Linked DNA regions of Zea mays: region 2 is linked to region 1. The links are chromatin contacts, called in public Hi-C maps. All regions are on one chromosome and are shown on one strand. The core of a region is the stretch at or near the end of the contact, and the rest is flanking DNA. Distances in the headings are between cores, read along the strand shown. Region 1 holds the start of LOC103646505 (a long non-coding RNA gene). Region 2 holds the start of LOC100280362.

Region 1 (5,735 bases), core at 1,240-3,739:
GTGGTGGTAGACCTCACCCTGCCCCCACTCCATCTCGTAGTGGAGCAGTTCCATCGTCGGAGAAGGAAAAGATCCAGCCACCAAGTTCTCTACGCGTGATTCAAATGATGCGTCCAGGTATGGATCTGAGCCCCTCAACTAGGATATGTACACAGAGCTATAGGTTGTGCAAGATCTTCCCTAATCCCCCACATGAGTGCATTGATTTGCCTCCTAGATCTACATGTATAGGTTCATATGACTACGATCTGTACCACTCATAGGACTACGATCTGTACCACATGAGTGCATTGATTTGCCTCCTAGATCTACATGTATAAGCCCTTCGCCGACGATGAGCACCCACTAGGGGCTTCTCCAACATCCTCATCTCCTTCCCCGATGCTGCCAATCTCTCCTCGCCCTTCCTCCCATCCTCCTTGGATGTGCAGAAATATCGAACATCACTAAGGTGCATCAACTCTGTTCTTGATACTGTTGTTTCTATTGTTCTCAAGGTCTTGAATCACCAGGCGGTGATGCTTTCCATTTAGCCTTGTTTAGTAGTGAAGACAGAGACAATAGTGAAAATAGACCACCACATGTATTCTTTCGGATGTTAGTAATGTAAATTTTTGCTTCCAGATGTTATTATAGTGAATCAGGTTATGTGTAATATATTTTTGCTTGAACGTCTCAGATTTAACTTATTTTGTTTCTGTTGCAATCAACATGGTATCACTGTTTAGGGTTTAGGGTGCAATTTACAAATTATTTTACTGCTTCAGTTGAAAACCATTTAACATGACACCAAACTGTTCGGTATTACAATTCATTGTATAGTATAATGTGGTTGAAGCTCCTTACTGGCATTGTGCTTGTTTACAAATTATTTTACTACTTCAGTTGAAAACCATTTAACATGACACCACACTGTTAGGGATTACATTTCAAAGTTATAAGAGCACTAAATTTTAATTGGAACTCATAGTATACATGATTCTATATAAAACATGTCTCATTCACTTGCTTTCTGGTTCTTGATTTCAGAGCTCTGAAGCCGATTACGTACACCTGTTCCTACCACACACTTTATTCTGCTTTCCGGTTCTCAACTTCTTGGACATCGCCGGCGAGCACAGTCTCCTCGGCAACTTCTTCTATTGGTAACTCGGGTGCAAGGCAAGGTACACATATATTTCATATAGTAGTTGTATTCAACATGATGGTAGCTGCGAGCAGGATTCTATTCAGGATTTTTTTTGAAAATGTAGTTCTAAGGCAATCCCTTGCATGATGGTCAAGAATATTTTAGCCCCTGTGCGTGCATGCTTTGATGCTGAATCAATGTCTGTAAGCTTGTTATCCACAGTTCTGTTTGGAGTAGGCAGTACAGCAACTGTGCTCGTTAGTTATTCATTGGAATTGTTCTTGACATAATCCTTGATTTACTAATAGCATTGGATTCTGATGTTATTAACCTGTATTGTAAATGTGATTTGCAGATTCACCACCAAATCCTTGGGAGCGTTCTGGAGCTGAAGGAGCATATGGTCCTGCACCTTTCAAGCCCCATCTGGTGGAAGCACCAGTGATGTTGTTGAAGCTTCTGGTACCGCTAAGCCCGACGAAAATGTTACTGAGAGGTGTGTCTTTCTTGTTTTATTGTTGCTAAAAAGGTAGAAAAAATGTTTCAGACGCCATGAGGATATGATCCTTTTATTACAACAACTTATAATTATTATTTATATGTACCAGGTGTCCCTGCACTCACTGGAGAAGGCCATCGAGCAGGCACAGGCGCAATGACCTGAGGCGAACGTTCGGGGCCGGATCCGCTGACTCCCGTTCGGCGGCCTCACGTTGTGCTTAATTTGTGGTCTGCTTAATCAGTGTGCAGAACAGCAAAGGAACCCAAGTGGAGGAACCAATACGATTGCTGCCACAAAGTAAAAGACTTGACACAATTTATTTTGTCGCACAAATACTTTGTGCCTGTTGATCTTCTTAGTGTCTGCAAAACAACTCCTTTTTATCGGTTTGCACATGGCAGCTCATAAGCACTACTACACTGGTTTAGGGCTAAAAACATGAGGCTAACAAGATATTTGTTTGCAATTTTACTGACCTACTAAATTTGTTATAGTTGATATTAGTATAGTGAACTCCCAACAAGGTAGATAAATGTAACATCTGAATTTCCTAATTCCTGCCACCAGTAGTATACTGAATAATTTTCCTTGCTTATTGTTAGAAGTAACATGTCTGTTCACTAACAGTAGCATTTTGTTTCTTCAGTTAGCTTTAGTATTTTAGTTTCAGATGAAGGCGATAGATGTGAACCGTACCATGTTCTACTCTATTGTTCGATTCCATGCTGTCTTTATATTAGTACACTGAACTCCCAACCAGGGCGGTGGCAGAGGAAGGCGGCGTTTGCGGGCAGATCCGATGGCTGCCGTGAGGTCCGAACTGAAGGTTGCAAATTTTCTGGGCGATCGTCGACGGCGGCGTGGTGAGGGTTCACGCGGACGCGGCGTGGCAGCGCGCCCAGCCACGTGCCTAGCTCTGCCCCACACAGACGCGGCTAGCTCGGCCACACGCCTAGCCAGCACGGTGTGGAAGCGCCAATAGCTGAGATTAGTGCGTGCTCTCAGTTGATTTTAGGAGTGCTTTTCCATAAATTTCTATGATTTATTTTTCCGTCCATTTGTTCCTTACCCTTTCATCGTTTCGTCATATGTTATTTCCTTCCATTTGGATTATGAAGCTGCAAAATATTTGGTAACGTCACACCGCTCTATGATGATCCAAAGACTCAGAATGTTCTTGGAAATATGAAGGTGCCCTTTCTTTGTCAGTACAATCCGATGAATGTAAACTATGCTAATGTTGCTTTTATTTCAGGAGTTTACGACCTTTTTAAGAGTTCTCGGAAGCTAATCCTACAGATGTGAATGAATCTTGGACAGAAAATGGAGATTGCATAATGGTGAGTAATAAATATATTTTTCTTGAATGCATAAGAAAGTATTGATTGTTTTGGGGAGGTAGCGGAGTTTTCCACAATTTGGCTCCAAGCGTGACGACAGCCTATCGTGCCCAGGCTTCTATAGATGTCTCAACTCAGCAGATTGGATGAATGGACCTGTCAGGCCAAACTTTCTAGACTTCCAAGGGGTGGACTTTGAGGCAACGTTTGGGGTGAGGAGAGCTTAAAGTGTAAGAGACATTCAGGTTTGATAAGCATCTCCCTCCATTTGCTACATTTGAGAAAGCATCTGGTTATCAGGAGATGGTTTTACTTATTCTATCACATATCTCATTTGTCATCCATAGCAGTAATGTATTTTATTGATAACACTGTCATGATTTCTCTATTTTTTCTTTGCCCAGGCTCATGCTTTTATTAAAGGTTATGCTTTTTTAATCTTGTTGTAGGCATTAGTTCAGTTTTCTGATGCTGAAACTACAACATCTGCATAAGCTGCTCTAGATGGTAGATGTATTCCTAGGTACATTGACTTTTGCAGTTGCGATGGGAATCTCAAATAAAAAATGTGTCGATCCTAACTGCTACAACTACCAGAGAAAAGCCCCTCCTGTTCATTAGAAACCAATTTGTTTTATACTTTTTAAGCCTCTACTGCTCATGCCGCTATCTTGTAATAGGTGGGCTAGGGGTTATCCAGAGACGACAAGGCCCTCAAGCTGGCTTTCTAGCACTGGATCAAAGCGATGAGTACAGACGGGCGGTGGGGACTGGTGGGTTTTACTGCCCATTCTTGCTCTTGTCATGGTACAATTATCCTGTTTTTTCCTACAGTGATGTTTTATTTTGTGGCAACCTCTTTCGACCCTAAACAGATACAATCACTTTGATGAATGTTGATATACTTACAGTATTCAATTGTAGACAGAATACTTGCTTTCGTATGGGCTTGACAAGGGTTTGGTGGAGTTGTTGTTGATTGCCAATGCGAGGAAATATCCTGTGAAGATAATTCTGTATTTATTAGTTGCTTTTTCCATGGCAACAGTTAAGCCTTCATTGCCTTACCTTTTTTGTGTGCATGTATTCTCCTCCACTGCTGTTTGGAGGACACCAAAACTGGAAACAAAGGGAGGAGAGCTTCAAACTAAATTCTACCATGAAGGTAACTACTTGCCTTTAGTTTGTGCATGTATTGTATAAACCATGAAGGCAATGGAAAAGATACACACTGCAACCTTGCAAAATAGGTTTGCATATTCTCCTTCTACCCGCCTTTGTGATTCGTTTTTGCTTTAATACATGGTGTCTCCTAGATTGTGTTTAGCTAGGCAATATGCTAAGTGCATATACAACTTTTGCCTCCATCTACTGTATAACTTATACAAACCAATATCAGAGCTTGATCTATTAAATTGTCAGTGGTGTACTCCAAGTTACTAATTTTGCTTAAAAATGTGAGCTGATCTTACTCTTTGTATTTTATAGTAATAATGTCTTCCATGTCATCACATATTTTTGTTTCTCCTTTTTAGTATCCAGTACTTTCTGCAAGTAATAGGACTGACACTGAAGCTTTAGTGCTAAATGATCTCTGAGTATTAGTGACCTCAATAAGTGAAGATTATTTGTTTAAGCATATGCGCAAAAATCAATATGAAAGCTTGTTTGGCTATGAAGATGACGCGTGTGTGTGGTGTTTCTGTTCTCTATTTGATTGTTGCCTAATTGTTACTACATTGCATCACTTACTCAATATGTTCACAATCACTATGTCTGTAAGGCATTTTATTTTTATGAGGAACCTTACTAACCAGGATTTTTGCTATGATGTCTGATGTTCATTCAAAACAAGTGTTTTATTGTTACGCTAGATAAGCACTCGACCATGGGGGTATCACTGTGTTTACAAATTCCAGTATGTTTATTGGTATCTATTCTTGGTCCGCAATAAGTATATGATAAGCTTTTCCTCAGGAATATGTTACTAAAAACTGCTGAGGCTCACTGGGAACTTCAGTTAGTTACTAAGTAGGTGTAAATTAAATCTGACATATAAGGTGGCACGCTGCATGATGACCCTTTGTTTCTTGTTCTACTGCAATCTTCTTTCATCATATCAGAGTTAGAATAACTATTTTGTAAGGCATTTTCTTTTCTTCCTAGGATCGCAACGTCAACGCCGACATCGACGACAACAAGTCAGTGGGGGTAGTCACTAGATTGCTATGGACATATTGGATTTTCTGCTTGTGACAGGATATTTGCTCTGGCAACTGTTTTAAGTTCTGTTCTGATCTACAATCTTCCTGAAACAGTGAGTTCCTATCTTATGATGCCTCAGGGCTTCACCACCTCTTGTTTATTTGATAGGAGTTGAAATTTACTTACTTTTGGCGACAGATTCGTGAAGCCGATATATCGAGACTTTCATTTGCCGTCGAAATTGCTGAAGAATTCTATGGAAGGTTTGCTTCCTGCTATTTCTAATTCGAGCTTCTCATTGTACCCAGTTTGTCCTTTGCTAACATATTTCCATTTTGCCCTTTAGCTTGTGGTAAACTAGAGTCAAGGTAAAACTTCACTAACCTACGTCTCAGATTTATGAAATATAGAAGTATATCAAAATCATGTTGTGGGGCTCTGCAGGGGCAAGATGTTTCTTTTGAGCCAGCCAAACTTCTGTGGTTGATCCAGAGGGATTTTCTCCGTAAGTTGTTTCTTGTAACACATATGAATTTTTTTGTTTGGATCATACAGTATT
Region 2 (5,735 bases), core at 1,547-4,046, 85 kb after region 1:
CGTCGGCGTCGGCGAACGGGTTCTCCAGCTGCAGCGGGCTCCAGCTCCACTTGCCGAACCCGACCATCATGTCCCGGTGCAGGCACTCGTGCTCCCCCTGTTGCCTGATCTGCGGCTGCAAGCAAAACCACACATCGCGCGGCGAAAAGAAAAAAAAAACCCCCGTGAACAAGCTTGCGGCGCACAAGAATTTCATGCCGGCAATGCGCGAGATCGACGACGTTGTACCATGTAGGCTCTATAGCCAAACTTGGCCATGAGCATCTCGTCCTCTTGGGACAGGAGGGCAGGGTTGTAGGCGATGACGCTGGAGGCCGGGAAGAGCTTCTGGGTGTTCCACCAGTAGGTGAGCCACGGCAGGTGATGCGCGACCCAGACCGCCCACTGGTCCCGAGGGAGCTGCTGGTACCAGGCGTCCCGCGACACGTTCGACGGCAAGCCGGGCCACCAGTAGTTGCCTACGGGGCCGAGAATGGCCACGCCGGAGAGCCTGCGCGGCAAGACCAATGTTCAGGCTTGCTGCTGTTGCTGATTTGGTTGTCCAGGTTGGTGCTACCTGTGTGGGATGTACTTGAGGCAGCTCCACATGATCTCGCCGCCCATGGAGAAGCCAGCAAGGTAGAACTTGCGACCCAGCTGCAGGTTGTCGGCGAGCTCGGCGATGTCGAGGGCGATGCTCTCCTCGGTCCTGGCCGGGTGCGGGTCGCTCTCGGCGTACCCGGGGCGATCGAAGGACAACATGTAAACGCCCAGCTCTTGCGCAAGCTCCTGCACCCACACCAGTTTCACCAATTCAGCGAAACACATCCAATATCTATCACACAGAAACACAAAAAACAGTAGCTAAAGGTAAAAACAAAGCGCGTGCCGTGGAGATCGGAAGCGCGTCGTGTCTGCAGGAGTCGAACCCATGGACAAAGACGAGCCTGTGCTTGGCCTTCTCCCTCGGGACGCCGGTTTCCAGATAGGCCAGGTACCTGCCGTCGCTGAGCCTCGTCCTGGTCGCCGTCACCGGCGGGCCGCCCGGCGTGCCGGGGATCTTGGGCGGTAGCGGCTGAATCTGCCTGTACAGCAGCGCCGACGACAGACATGTAAGCAGCGCTAGGATGAGCTTCCTTGCCGTTCCTGCGAGCGGAATGAGAACAGATTAGCTAGCGTGGCAAACTGCGTGCACGCGGCGGCGTGGCAAACTGCATGACATGACTGCAAGTACTACTACTACCACGCGCTAGTCTGAACATTTTGGTTATGCGGTTTTGGTTTGTTGAATGCTCTCCGTTGCGTTCATCTCGCAGGTCGAAGCCTTTTTTTACATGTACCGGCGGCGGCGGCGGCCGGGTAGTAGTTGGTTTAGTGCTCTGGATCTGAAAACCCTACTATACCCGCGGTCCTCAATAGGCGTCAGACAAAAATTGACGTCTCTGTCTGAAGTAGCATTGAAAACAGCCTGAAAGCTAGCAAAGAAAAAACTAGAGAAGAATATGCAGACTTGTGAACCCCGAAGCCCGATGAGGAGAACCAATAATAATGGTGGTCCACAGCAGAGTTGCGGTGGTAGGCTAAGAAGCGATAGACGTCTCTGAAATATGAATATCCTATAGCAAACCATGCATTTGACGGCTCGTAAAAAAAATCAAATCCGATCAGGAGGAGGAGAACCAGTTGTCCAGACAAGCTAGAGACCGATGTCCCAAGTAACAATTAAACTATAAGATATACGTAGCAGGCGATATTGACGACTTCTGATAAAACGCTACGTCAGCTCAAGCTGCCAGTTTCTCTATTGTAATCTCAAAGCCTGGTTCTGAACCCAATACCGACTGTCATTTCCAAGGGGCACCTTATTTCCCCCCTGTGGAAAAGCGAGCTATTTCTCGGTCCAAAGCCTAAAGCCAGACACGTATCACAATCACACATACAAAAATATCAGGGTCCGCTCTCGTAGGCATTGCTTTAATTGTCTTGCACGTCGCCTGCTCTGCTATATCCAACGAAGGGGCTGCTCAACACCTTGAAATTTTTTCCCCTCCCTGGACTGACAAAAGCTTCCGTTTCGCTATCGGCACGCGATGAGAGGAAAAGGTTTCCATCCGTAACCATCGTCCTTTAAGCCATTCTGGACTCTAGAGCGCATATCTACTACAACTGATCTTTTTTTCCCTTTAAATAAACTACAACGACCGTCCTTCTAGAAATAAAACCGAGATATTATTCTGCAGGAAATGCTTGTTGTAGCTACCGTCGAAATGGACGTGCGATCGAGTCCTTGCGACCGACGACTAGTTGATGAGACAGCAGAATCGATACAGAACAGTCACTACCGAGAACATGGAAAGTTCATCGCCTTTTTGCGGATTACAGATAGATAGTATCGAATAATCAAGGCCTTTTTTGCGGATTAAACAAAGATTAATCCTACCCGCATGAATCAAGAGACACAAAAAGAACCACAGCCGGCCAAGTAACAAGATCACACACATCACAAGGGCCGCATGAATCAAGAGGCGGATGAGAGAGAGAGAGTATATACCGCCGGACGCCGTGGCCGGTGGCGGTGGCGGTGGCGGCTTCTCGCCGGACACGGCCATGGTGGCTTGACGGCCTTTGTTTGGGCGAGATACCTTCTTGGCTACGGCCGTCGAACGTCGTCGTTGGCTCGGGGGAAACGGCAGGCAATGCAAGCAAGTATCAGCACGCGGGACGGCGGGAGATGGGGATGATAACTGCTGTTACCGGGGGGGGCCAAGCAGACGCAGACGCAGGCCCCGGTGTCTTTAAAACTTCTGCTTTCTGCCGGCCACTGGTGACTGTTGGGATCAGTGTTTTCACTGTTTTGTTGATATGCCAGTCAACTACTCCAGCACGGGTCACCTGGGTCCGCAGATCCAAAGAAAAATACTAAGATATAAGGTGAAGATAACCAGTGACGACGGATGCATGACGCGAATCCATGGAACCAAGAAACCCGTTTGACAAAAAAAACTAATGTGCACATAATTCAAGTTTTATATCAATATTATGGCATAAGTTTGAAAATAAAACTATATAAACAAAATAAGCAAATATACCGTTGAGTTCTTACTAACCGAATCGAAGCCAATATTTTTTTTAAGTGAAGTTACTGTAGATAGGGCCTACAATATTTTATTATTTGTAAGTCAAAGAGTGCAGATTACAGAAAAAGAAGTACAAAGTTCTGCATCCAATTACTAATTTTTTCCTTCATAGCAGGCTTAACTCGATGGAACACCAGGCGCATTTCTTTTTTAAACATTTCCTTATACTCATTGGTTGTGGGTGGAGTCTCGTTGAAAATCCAGTTGTTTCTGCTTTTCCAAATACACCAAGTCATAATGATGATGCTTTCGAGTCTCTATGGAACGTGCCATCTCATTCTAATCCTCAGGAGGGTATGGATTAGATCAGTTGTTCGTGGCCGACGGATGCCTAAGAGTAGCCAACATCTCCTAGCAAAGTTGTATCTAAAAAAAGATGGAGAATCGAAGCCAATATACCTTGTCGAATGGTCATCTCCTAAAAGGGCGAGGGCGTTGAGACATGATGGACGAGGTCAGACGACGTCTCCGACTGGGAGTTAGGACTCGTTGGTTCGTCAAGCTCGCCGGTCATCAGGGTCAGGTCTCATCATCGCAACGAGCGAGATCGGGCCTACCGTGCAGACTGACGTCACGACGACAACGAGTAGGGAGGGGCGAGGTCGAGGTCAAGCGATGCCACATGTTACGAAGGAGCTGCGAAACGGGGCATCAGAATGGTTCGAGCGGCATCGAAAATAACGGGACCGGTCGGATACACATGAAGACACAGTCGAGGAGGAGGACAGGAGTTGGAAGAACTACATTAATCCGACAAGGAGATCCAAGACAAGACTATTTTAGGTTTCTCAAAACTTTATTCTTTTTCTATACTTAACAATAGATAACCATTAGGTATAAGAGGTTATAAGAAATTGAGAGAGGTCATAACACACTTTGTCCCCTCCTTTTCGTCCGCCCCTGATGATGGTACTCTTCCGTCTTAAAATACTAAATATATATTAAAAATATTAATATTTAAGATACATATAAATATTATTAGAATAGTTATGAAATGTATTTTTATAATAAATATCTTTGAAGGTACAAAGTTTGACTATATTTTCAGTAAAACTAGTTGGAGTTTAAGAAAGTTTAAAGTACTCTAAACTTAGTTAAAATTTTAATGCACCTCAGTACTTGTTAATCAACTAGCTAGTTATAGACAAGACTTTTTTTAGCTCACTCAAAACTATATTTTTCTAAATTTAACAGTAGATAACTAGGTATAAGAGGTTATAAAAAATTGTGGGAGATAACAGTAGATAACTATTAGGTACAAGAGGTTATAAAAAATTGAGGGAGACCATAACTTACTTTGTCCTCTCCTTTCCGTCCGCCCCTGACGATGATACTCTTTCGTCTTAAAAATCTAAATACATATTAAAAATATTAATAATTAAGATACATACAAATAATATTAGATTAATTATGAAATGTATTTTTATAATGAATATCTTTGAAGGTACAAAGTTTGACGATATTTTCAGTAAAACCGGTTAAAGTTTAAGAAAGTTTAAAGTGCTTTAAACTTAGTTAAAATTTTAATGCACCTCAGTACTAATCAACTAGTCATAGACTCGCGAATCTGACTGTGTAGAGAATCTGAGTATCTGGCTGTGGGGAGAATCTGACTGTGTAGAGAATCTGAGTATCATTAGGATTACATGCGGAGAAAGATAAAGGTGTCCATAGGACTCGGGATCTAGAAAGTGACGGATTCCTACTATTGCAACGACTCAACCGATTATGTGTTTATGTTGATTTTGAATAGTTTTTACCGAAACGAATTTTATAAAAGCTGACCGAAAAGTTGAGCGTTTCACAGTCCGCAACAGCTTTTGGTGGCCAGAAGCTCCAAAAAGCTGAATCAAACAGGGGCTACATGAGACTCCAGTGACAGTAATGAATGTGCATGTATCTTGCAGTATGTAGGGGCAGAGCTAGACCTTTTTCTATTGGGTCAGCTGACCCCTATGATTTGTAGTAAAATCAATGGAAATCACTGTTACACACTGTTCTGTAACATGGAAGACTCCAGATTACAATATTGAAGACCTCGGCGGTGTTGTCTCCTAGCTTCGCCTCTGCAGTATGTTCGGGGATTTTCCTGGATAACTCTTTTAACTCTAGATTTATCAAAAACAGATCCATTTCAGAAAAAATGGTTAAACGGTCTAGATCTGTGAAATTTAGATTCATCATTTTAGTGAAGTTTCTAAAAAAATGCTCCACAAATTTATTTTCAGTGGAATTAGTGAAAATCAACCACCATTATCACTCGTTACACAACTTATTGATATTCTTCATTGTTTCTTCTTTCAGCATACCTAAACCATAGCCATTACTCACTTTGGCTCCTTCCTTAGGCTATCTAGCAAACTTTTTATCTCACCTTCCTTTCTCAAAAAAGTGTATGAACTTTAATGAATTGCAGATCGTGCATATTAGGCTATCTAAGACCATCTCCAATAAACCATATAAACGTCATTTAAAATAATATTTTACATTGTAGATTATATTGTTTATAGAGTAGAGAAATAGAGATTGAGATAGAAAGTGGGATATGAAGTCTTTAGTAGATAGTCTAAGAGTAACTATAAGAGACTGGGATTGAGATAGAAAGTGGGATACGAAGTC

The links. Hi-C and Micro-C count contacts between places; a contact is called where the count stands out from the background.
Region 2: a Hi-C map of leaf shows a contact between it and region 1, with 4 times the contacts expected there. The contact joins the promoter of LOC100280362 here to the enhancer-like site in region 1. A contact is called at or near these places in 3 of 25 Hi-C or Micro-C datasets (bundle sheath, ear and leaf).

Annotation. Positions count from the first base shown.
Region 1 is chr2:59,593,497-59,599,231 of Zm-B73-REFERENCE-NAM-5.0, forward strand. It overlaps LOC103646505 (a long non-coding RNA gene), which reads left to right and starts at 5,185. Exons shown (of 4, transcript XR_562232.2): 1 at 5,185-5,288; 2 at 5,375-5,439; 3 at 5,538-5,544; 4 at 5,621-5,681. Within about 2 kb of position 2,490, at least 3 of the 20 cell types and tissues checked have an H3K27ac peak or open chromatin away from gene starts, as enhancers often do. A contact at or near this core is called in leaf, where this site is marked.
Region 2 is chr2:59,678,477-59,684,211 of Zm-B73-REFERENCE-NAM-5.0, forward strand. LOC100280362 reads right to left here and starts at 2,797. Exons shown (of 5, transcript NM_001357850.1): 1 at 2,531-2,797; 2 at 869-1,125; 3 at 557-768; 4 at 229-490; 5 at 1-115. The coding sequence starts at 2,588. It also overlaps the pseudogene LOC103648676.